2 separate regions of the Zea mays genome follow, and region 1 is linked to region 2. The links are chromatin contacts, called in public Hi-C maps. All regions are on one chromosome and are shown on one strand. Each heading gives the region's core, a stretch centred on a gene start, on an enhancer-like site or on the middle of the called end of the contact. The rest is flanking DNA. Distances are from core to core; before and after follow the strand shown. Region 1 holds the start of LOC100193371. Region 2 holds the start of LOC100272870 (Acidic endochitinase).

Region 1 (4,172 bases), core at 37-2,536, 310 kb after region 2:
CATAACATGGACCAACCAGCAGCTGAATCAACTGGTCCATTCCTGTTAGCAATGTGGTAGAAAAATAGTGCAACTCTACTGCATAGAGAAGTGAATGAATAACTTGGAGCTCTCCCAACAGAGCAGATATAGACAAGCAATATTACAGGATATGATGCAGTAGTGATTGGGGAGAGATGAGTGTGTTTCCTACAAGAGTGTCATGGTTATGAATGGAACCATGTGATCGTTTTGTGCTTTTTAATCAAGAAAACATGTCAATGGAAATGACAGACACATGTTAATGCAAAAAGAGAACCAAAAGCGAAAATTTTAATTGCAGGTACACCTCATGAACAACTGTGAAGCTTAAAGCTCTGTGGAGATAAGAATGGCATGCAGTAATTTAATTAAGTAGGGTGTAAACCTTGAGACTGCCGCTGCAAGCACACGGTTTCTCGAGGTTCTTCACGCTATCTTCCTCCTGGCATATGCGGCACTCCGCGGCCTGGATTAGCGGCTCCTCCTCCCCATCACCCTCCTCCTCCTCCTCCTCCTGGACCAAGTCAACAGCTGCTGACAAAGATGCAGCAGCCGGAGCCGAACCATTTGCATCCTCAGACAGCTTCTTGGAACCCCCGTCATCCTTGGATTTTGCTAAGCCGTTCACGTCAACCACCACATGGTCGTCACCAGCCATCCCAAATCCCTCCTCCCTCTGCAGCGCTTGTTGCCGCCTCTGCACGCAGGAACCGATCTCCTGGTAGGAATATGCGCGCGGCAAGGGTAAGAATAAATGAATGATCAGATGTTACTCTCACTAAAAATCAACGCGATGGTAGCACGGTCGAGAATAGCGTCGACATATGTAATTGACCTTAAGATGCGATACAGGGGCAGTGCTGCTGACCCGTGCCTAAAAATGGAGAGCCTCCATTTCGAAGAGCAGGGTATACCGCCCTCCCCCGTTTACTGAAACTGGACTGCTGGAGTCGGGACTCGGGAGCCGACACTAATGAACCCTAGCAACAGCTCTGCCTCCAGCTCCATGGCCCCCGAACCTAAGCAGAAACTGGACCTCTACATGCGAATCCCACGAGGACCACGAGCCGGCAGGCGGCGAGAACGAGGGGAACCCCATCCCCCACGCGAGAAGCGACGGCAGCGAGACAGGACACGAAAGGGTACACGCCACACGCAGCGCCGGCCCGACCGACCGGCGCCTTTGCAGGCGCGGGGAACCGCAGTCCCCCCACGCGGGATCTAGCGCCGCCGGAAGGGCGACGGGGACGTACCTCACCGACGGCGACTTCAGCGGCGGCCCTCCCTCTCTTCCCCTTCCCGTCCGGTCGTCGCACGGCTTGGAGACTACAAATTCCGAGCTTTTTTTTTGGTTCCTTCTCTCTCCTTCCAGCTCTGGTTTTTTTTTCCTTCGTGTCTTTTTCCCCTCTTGTAGTTGTAGCCTGTAGGACTGGACGGGAAAGCGTCTGCGCGCAACGGTCAAACGCGGCGCGCGTCTTCATTGCAGGCCCTATGGGCCCGACCCCCTCCAGCCTCCGGATCCCGATCGGACGGCGCCGCCCAGTCTTCCTTCGCCGTCAGCCAGGCTCACGGCGGCTCTTCTTCAATTTACCTGACGTTGACGGACGGCGCGTCGTGTTGGTGGTGGCGTGGCGTCAGGAAGGGAACGGGTCGTTTGCCGCGTACGGCCTCCAACCGCGTCGCCCGGCCGTGCACGCTCCGTGTGATCACGTCATCACACAGTACTCACACGCTCTCCCGGCCTCCAGCCGGTCGTTGCACTTTCATCTCCGCCCTCGGATTTATTTTTAGAAAATAACCTTTTTAAAATGTTTCTAAAAATAATATTTTTTTCCTTAACGAACATGTTGGTCGCATCTTTCTTTATTGAAGCGGCTAAATAGAATTGCCGCGTCAATCTTTCTTGCATAACAGTCTTCTAAGCTGACAGGTCAAAGGTTACTAGGTTAGCCACATATTAGGCTCCTTTAGGTAGGCTCTTCCTATGCCACCTCAGCACGGATTTCTCTGACAAAACAACTTTCTATATTTTTATAAAGAACTCTAAAAAAAGCACCATGTTTACATCTGTTGGTGACTTTTTCGGGCGCCAATCACTAAACAAGAACCGCGGCGGTGCTCTCTGCACAGGAGCGGACGGTCCGCGGCCAGGGGCCGGACGGTCCACGACCTGGCGCAGGGCTTAGTTTTTTCTGCCTGACGGTCCGCGCACTGAGGCCGAACGGTCCGCGCGTGCGCAGGGGCGGCGGAAGTCGCCGGCGGCGCCTGGATCTCGCTCCCGAGAGGGAATCCGTCGGGGAGGAGAGATCCTAGGTGTTGTCTAGGTTCGGCAGACCGACCTAGACTCCTCTAATCGACGTAGAGTCGAATAGAAGCGGAGAATTTGGGGATTGGAAGACTAAACTAAAATTAGACTAGAACTACTCCTAAGATAAAATGTAAATTGTATTGATTGTAGGTTCAATTGATTATATAAATCGGTCGTATTCCTTTGTTTTTATAGAGGAGAAGGGCTGGACCCTTTACAAACAAACTCTCCGAGCTAATTCCGTGAATTTCGTCAATAAACACAGCAAGAAACTCGGAACCCTAATCTGTTCTGCGCGCGCGCGGACCGTCCGGCCCCAGGGCCGGACCGTCCGGCGGCTCAATTTGGTGACCAACATATGCCCCCTGCCTTTTGGTGGAGCTGAGCAAACCAAAAGCAACTAACTCGATATGATTACATCGGTTTTCTTAACATCTTGCCACATAATAGGATGGTACTGCTTGAGGAAACGTCCATTTAAAGCTTTGGGCAAATCTTTGTCTTGTAATGTTTGTAATAAATAGGCGTTACCAGATATTACCTGTTTTACTTTGTATGGACCCTCCCAGCTTGGCGACCATTTCCTAAACTTTCGGTCTTTATTTCTTAGAGGCAGGATGGTCTTCCACACCAGGTGTCGGCGTTTCGAGACAGGGGGGTCCCTAAGCCGACGAGTGAGTGTGCTGCGTGCCCCAGCCCTGATGGGTCGAGCGCGTGGACGAGCGCGAAGGGGGGAGAGGCGAGGTGGCCGGAGTCGAGCGTGAGAGAGGTGGAAGTCCCGCGGCCTTCGTGTTCGTCCCGCGCCCAGGTCAGGTGCGCTTGCAGTAGGGGGGTTACAAGCGTCCACGCGGGTGAGGGAAGCGAGCGGCCCCAAGAGAGCGCATGTCCTGTCCTCGGTCCCGCGCGGCCAACCTTCTCTAAGAAGGCCCTGGTCCTCCCTTTTATAGTCGTAAGGAGAGGATCCAGGTGTACAATGGGGGGTGTAGCAGAGTGCTACGTGTCTAGCGGAGAGAGAGCTAGCGCCCTAGGTACATGCCAATGTGGCAGCCGGAGAGATCTTGGCACCTTGCTGGCGTGATGTCGTGGCTGTCGGAGGTGCGACGGAGCCTGGCGGAGGGACAGCTGTTGGAGCGGTCGAGTCCCTGCTGACGTCGTCCTGCTTCCGTAAGAGAGCTGGGGGGCCGCCGTCGTCACAGAGCTGGTGGAGCACCATCATTGCCCATCCGGCGGAGCTGGCCGGATGGGATGCCGGTCTGGTTCTCCGTGACCCGAGTCGATTCGGGGTAGGATGATGATGGCGCTTCCTGTTGACGTGGCGGGTCTGTGCCCTAGGCAGGGTGACGTGGGGGCTCCTCCGAAGCCGAGGTTGAGTCTGTCTTCTGTTGCCGAGGCCGAGCCCGAGCCATGGGGTCGGGCGAGGCGGAAGTCGTTCGGCCGAGGCCAGGGCGGAGTCCGAGCCCTGGGGTCGGGCGAGGCGGAGTTTTCGTCGTCTTCCGGGTCTTAGCCCGAGTCCGAGCCCTGGGGTCGGGCGGAGCGGAGTTCGCCGTCTTCCGGGTCTTAGCTCGAGTCCGAGCCCTGGGGTCGGGCGGAGCGGAGTTCGCCGTCTTCCGGGTCTTAGCCCGAGTCCGAGCCCTGGGGTCGGGCGGAGCGGAGTTCGCCGTCTTCCGGGTCTTAGCCCGAGTCCGAGCCCTGGGGTCGGGCGGAGCGGAGTTCGCCGTCTTCCGGGTCTTAGCCCGAGTCCGAGCCCTGGGGTCGGGCGGAGCGGAGTTCGCCGTCTTCCGGGTCTTAGCCCGAGTCCGAGCCCTGGGGTCGGGCGGAGCGGAGTTCGTCGTGGCGCCTTTGG
Region 2 (4,554 bases), core at 1,092-3,591:
TCAGCCTTCCATGATTGCTCTCAACGGCTCCTAGCTGCCTTGGGGCTATAAAAGGGACCCCTAGGCGCATGGAGGAGAACACCAAACATTCCTACAACATTCCTAAGCACCAAGACATCGATTCCGCGCCTTTGATTCTTTGTGATAAGCAATTAGAGCTCTAGTTGAGTGGTGAACTCATTGAGTTGTGTTGTGAGCTCTCATTGCGATTTGTGTGCGTGGCGTTGCTGTGATTTCTTGTCTTGAGTGCGTTGCTAATCCCTCCCTTGCTCCGTGCTTCTTTGTGAATTTCAAGTGTAAGGGCGAGAGGCTCCAAGTTGTGGAGATTCCTCGCAAACGGGATTGAGAAAAAGCAAGCAAAACACCGTGGTATTCAAGTGGGTCTTTGGACCGCTTGAGAGGGGTTGATTGCAACCCTCGTCCGTTGGGACGCCACAACGTGGAGTAGGCAAGCGTTGGTCTTGGCCGAACCACGGGATAACCACCGTGCCATCTCTGTGATTGATTTCTTGTGGTTATTGTGTTTTGACTCCTCTCTAGCCACTTGACAATTATTGTGCTAACGATTAACCAAGTTTTGTGACTTAAGTTTTCAAGTTTCACAGGATCACCTATTCACCCCCCTCTAGGTGCTCTCACTCCCTCGACCCTAACGAATAAGTGGTTTCAACCTTTTCTTCGACGATTAAAATATATTAACTTTAATCAAATTTATATAATAAAATAATAATATTTATGATATGGATAAGTATCATTAGACTCTTTATCAATTATGTCTTCGTAGTATACCTATAAATATGTGTGAAGACCCCCTTGTTTTGGGGCAAGTGTATTTTTCTCTTGACTATAGGTGTGGCCTATAAATACAGAGGGTCGTTACTACTTCGAACAATTAATGGTCGTTTGCTCCTAATTTTATTATCGTCATATTCCATTCATCATAACACAATCCTCACTTTCCATCTAACCTATCGGACATCATCGACCTTCTCCATGCTATACTATTCAACGAGGGTAGGATATTGAGTGAAATACCCATAATTGGCATGTCTGTGGACCCCATGGCACCACCCATCTAGGGCTTGTTCGGTTTGGAGGGGTTTAAGGGGGATTGGAGGGGATTAAATCCCCTCCTATTTAAATTTGTATAGAAGGGGATTGAATCCCCTTCAATCCCTCTCAATCCACCCCTAACCGAACAAGCCCCTAATCGGCCATGCATGGATCCTCGTAGACCCAACATTGTAGACACTCCACTAAAGGCTACTTTGAAACCTTAAATTCCCTTCGGGATTAGAGAGGATTGAGGTATAAATGAACTAATTTCCTGTCCAATCCTCTTCAATTTCGAAGTGAATTTGAGTTTCCAAACTAGCCTTAAAGACACCCTACTAAAGGTTTGTTCGGTTAAAGGTAAATTGAGAGGGATTAGATGAAATTAAATCCCCTCCTAATTGAGAGGTGGATTGAGGGAGATTAAAAGAGGATTTAATACCATCCATTTCCCTTCAATCCACTCCTAACCGAACAAGTGATATATATAATTGATCATATTTCATTTGTTATTAATGTAAAACATTATCAATTATACGCATTGTTAGATATAAAAAATGTTATATATACACTAAAATGAATATATTTATACAACGAACGATCTCCTGACAAGATAATTATTTATTTTATAAACTATTATATTAAAACATCGTTACATGTAAATTTAACGAGTCACTACGGGGAATAGGTATAGAGAATGTTTCCCATCTCCATCCCGTTTAACCGGCGGGGAAATTAGAGAAGAAACTTCACTATCCTCACCCTTTAGAGCTTGTTTGGGAGTAAAGGTAATGAAGTGGATTGAAGGACCTATAATCCTCCACTATTCAATTTTAGATAGCAAGGGATTATAGTCCTATCAATACCTTTCATTTCACTTGCTTCCAAACAAGCCCTTAATGAAAAAATTTCCTACGAAGAATAAAAGATCAGATCCCATTACCATCTCTACTCCACACACAGAATAGTCGGGAAATGGCTATGTGCCAGGCTGTTTTGCAGCAGCCAGCAGTGGTCAAACCTCGCCGGCTTTCTGGCGCGGTCAGCGTCGTCGTCGATCACCGACACATGGGTCAGCATGTGCATGCTCATCTGCTGCGGTGCTGTCCCCCACTCTCTCAGTCTCACTGACGAGATGCTTCTGCAAACCCTTTTTCTATGTATGGATAATATAATATCGTCAACGAAGAACACATGTGTCTGCTACTACCAATAATCATCATGGCCCTCGTCACCTTAGCTACTCCGATCCATGCATAAATACACGTGCTCCGCGCCCGCAGTCTTCACCCATCAACCCACACTCCAGCACATAGCAATGGCGTTCACGCGGCGGCGTCCGTGCGGCATCCTCCTCCTCTCCCTGCTGGCGGCATCCGGCTCGCTGTCGCTGGCCGCCACCGGCCCGGGCGACGTGGCCGTCTTCTGGGGCCGGAACAAGGACGAGGGCACGCTGCGCGAGGCCTGCGACACGGGCACCTACACCACCGTCATCATCTCCTTCCTCCGCGGCTTCGGCCACGGCGCCGCCTACTACTCGCTCGACCTCTCGGGCCACCCGCTCGCGGGCGTCGGCGCCGACGTCAAGCACTGCCAGGCCAAGGGCATCCTCGTGCTCCTCTCCATCGGCGGGCCGCCCAACACCAACACCGGCGCCGGCGCCGGCTACTCCCTCCCGTCCGCGCGGGCGGCGGCGGACCTCGCCGCGTACCTGTGGGACGCCTACCTGGGCGGCTCGCGCGCGGGGCTGCGCCGCCCGTTCGGCGACGCGGCGCTGGACGGCGTCGACCTGTACATCGACCAGGGCGGCGTCGACGGCCACTACGACGAGCTGGCCAGGCGCCTCTACGCCTACAACAGGAGCTACCGCGGCAGGCTCGGGGTGACGCTGACGGCCACGGTGCGGTGCGCGTACCCGGACCCGCGCGCGCAGGCGGCGCTCGCCACGGGGCTCGTCTCCCGCGTCCACGTCCGCCTGTACGGCGACCTCAAGTGCACCTGGTCCGACCGGGAGGCGTGGGAGAAGTGGGCCGCGGCGTACCCGGCCAGCCGCGTGTTCGTCGGCGTCGTGGCGTCGCCCGAGGCGGACAAGGACGCGTACATGTTCCAGAAGGACCTCTACTACAACGTGCTGCAGTTCGCCCAGAAGGCGCCCAACTACGGTGGCCTCATGATCTGGGATAGGTACTACGACAAGATGAACCACTACATCAGCAGCAGCTAATAATTAAGCTTCCCATCCACATCCATCCACATCCACCCGGTTTATCACCTAATATATAATAGTATTATTGTATTTTTCTTCTTAACTTTATAATACACTGTAATGTAATAATGTGATGATCTGATGATCCACCAACGGAATAAAATGGTCAGCTTCCAGCCGGTGGGCCGCGCCACTCCGTCGCCTGGTCTCTGGGCCTGCAGCGCCGCGCCGCTCCTGGCTCGCGCGCGCGGAGCGACCTGCACCGCTACGTCTTGGGCCTGTCCGGGCTGGGCCGCCTCCTCGGCTGCTCTGCCTGGACTCAGGCTTAGGGACGATAATGGGCCCCGATCCCGATTCCTCGTGGTGCATGTTTTCCCTATTAAGATTAGCTCAAATTGATAAAATAAAAACAAGATTAATAATAACCAAAAGCGAAGGAATCAAAACAGCAACAGAAGCAACAACGCCTCGCAAGACAAAGGCGCGTGATTCAAGGAGAGTAAAGGGAGAAACTGAAAACTAACAGCCAGTAAAAGTTGCGGCCACCAAAGAAAACTGTGTGCCCCTTTTCTCCTTAAACTAAGGAAAAAAGTTATCATGCCGAACAAAATAGGATTCCTTAAGATAAGATAAGATATGGCAGAAAAAAAAAACTATGACAACCTCCTTATATCAAGGGCTGTAGTATGGAAACTTAAATCTACTTGGAGATTCCCGGTGTTTGAGTCAGAAAATGAGCTAATTTCCCATTATTCAACAACTTCAAGTAACGATGTCAACAAGTCCTACGCTCAGAATAAGAATATTGCTAGTCTTTGATCACTTAGTAGAAAAATCCTCGAACCATGTCCTCCACATCACTGGCAGGGGGCATCACCGCCCGCGCTACAACAGTCCAGCTGAAGGAAAGGGTGGCGTGTAGGACGTAACCTGGAAGCGATTTGTTTAACTAAGCGATCCCATTTCGCTCTGCTCCAATTTGTACATTGACCCGTTACAATTCGTATTTATGGGAATTCCGATCGTTTTCGATTTTTATTCTTCATAAATGTGGAAATTGGATGGAAACAATATGGGTGTTTTCTGACTGTTTTCACTTTTCCCGTTTTTAGTCATGATATCCCGCTTTTATTCACATATAATATCCTATTTTAGACAATATAATGAACAAACCATAGACAACTATGTCACATCACAACAAACTAATCCATAATTAATTATTTTCTTTCGTACCCATATGTATATTATAATATATTGCTTTTATATGTCTAGATGAGATGTATCAATCAATTGCA

What was found. A called contact is a pair of places that touch in the nucleus more often than the background predicts.
Region 1: a Hi-C map of ear shows a contact between it and region 2, with 2.8 times the contacts expected there. The contact joins the promoter of LOC100193371 here to the promoter of LOC100272870 in region 2. A contact is called at or near these places in 3 of 25 Hi-C or Micro-C datasets (ear, endosperm and leaf).

The regions. Positions count from the first base shown.
Region 1 is chr4:7,965,848-7,970,019 of Zm-B73-REFERENCE-NAM-5.0, forward strand. It overlaps LOC100193371, which reads right to left and starts at 1,287. Exons shown (of 8, transcript NM_001138501.1): 1 at 1,275-1,287; 2 at 407-739. The coding sequence starts at 679.
Region 2 is chr4:7,655,463-7,660,016 of Zm-B73-REFERENCE-NAM-5.0, forward strand. It overlaps LOC100272870 (Acidic endochitinase), which reads left to right and starts at 2,342. Exons shown (of 1, transcript NM_001147323.2): 1 at 2,342-3,451. The coding sequence starts at 2,372. The coding sequence ends at 3,277.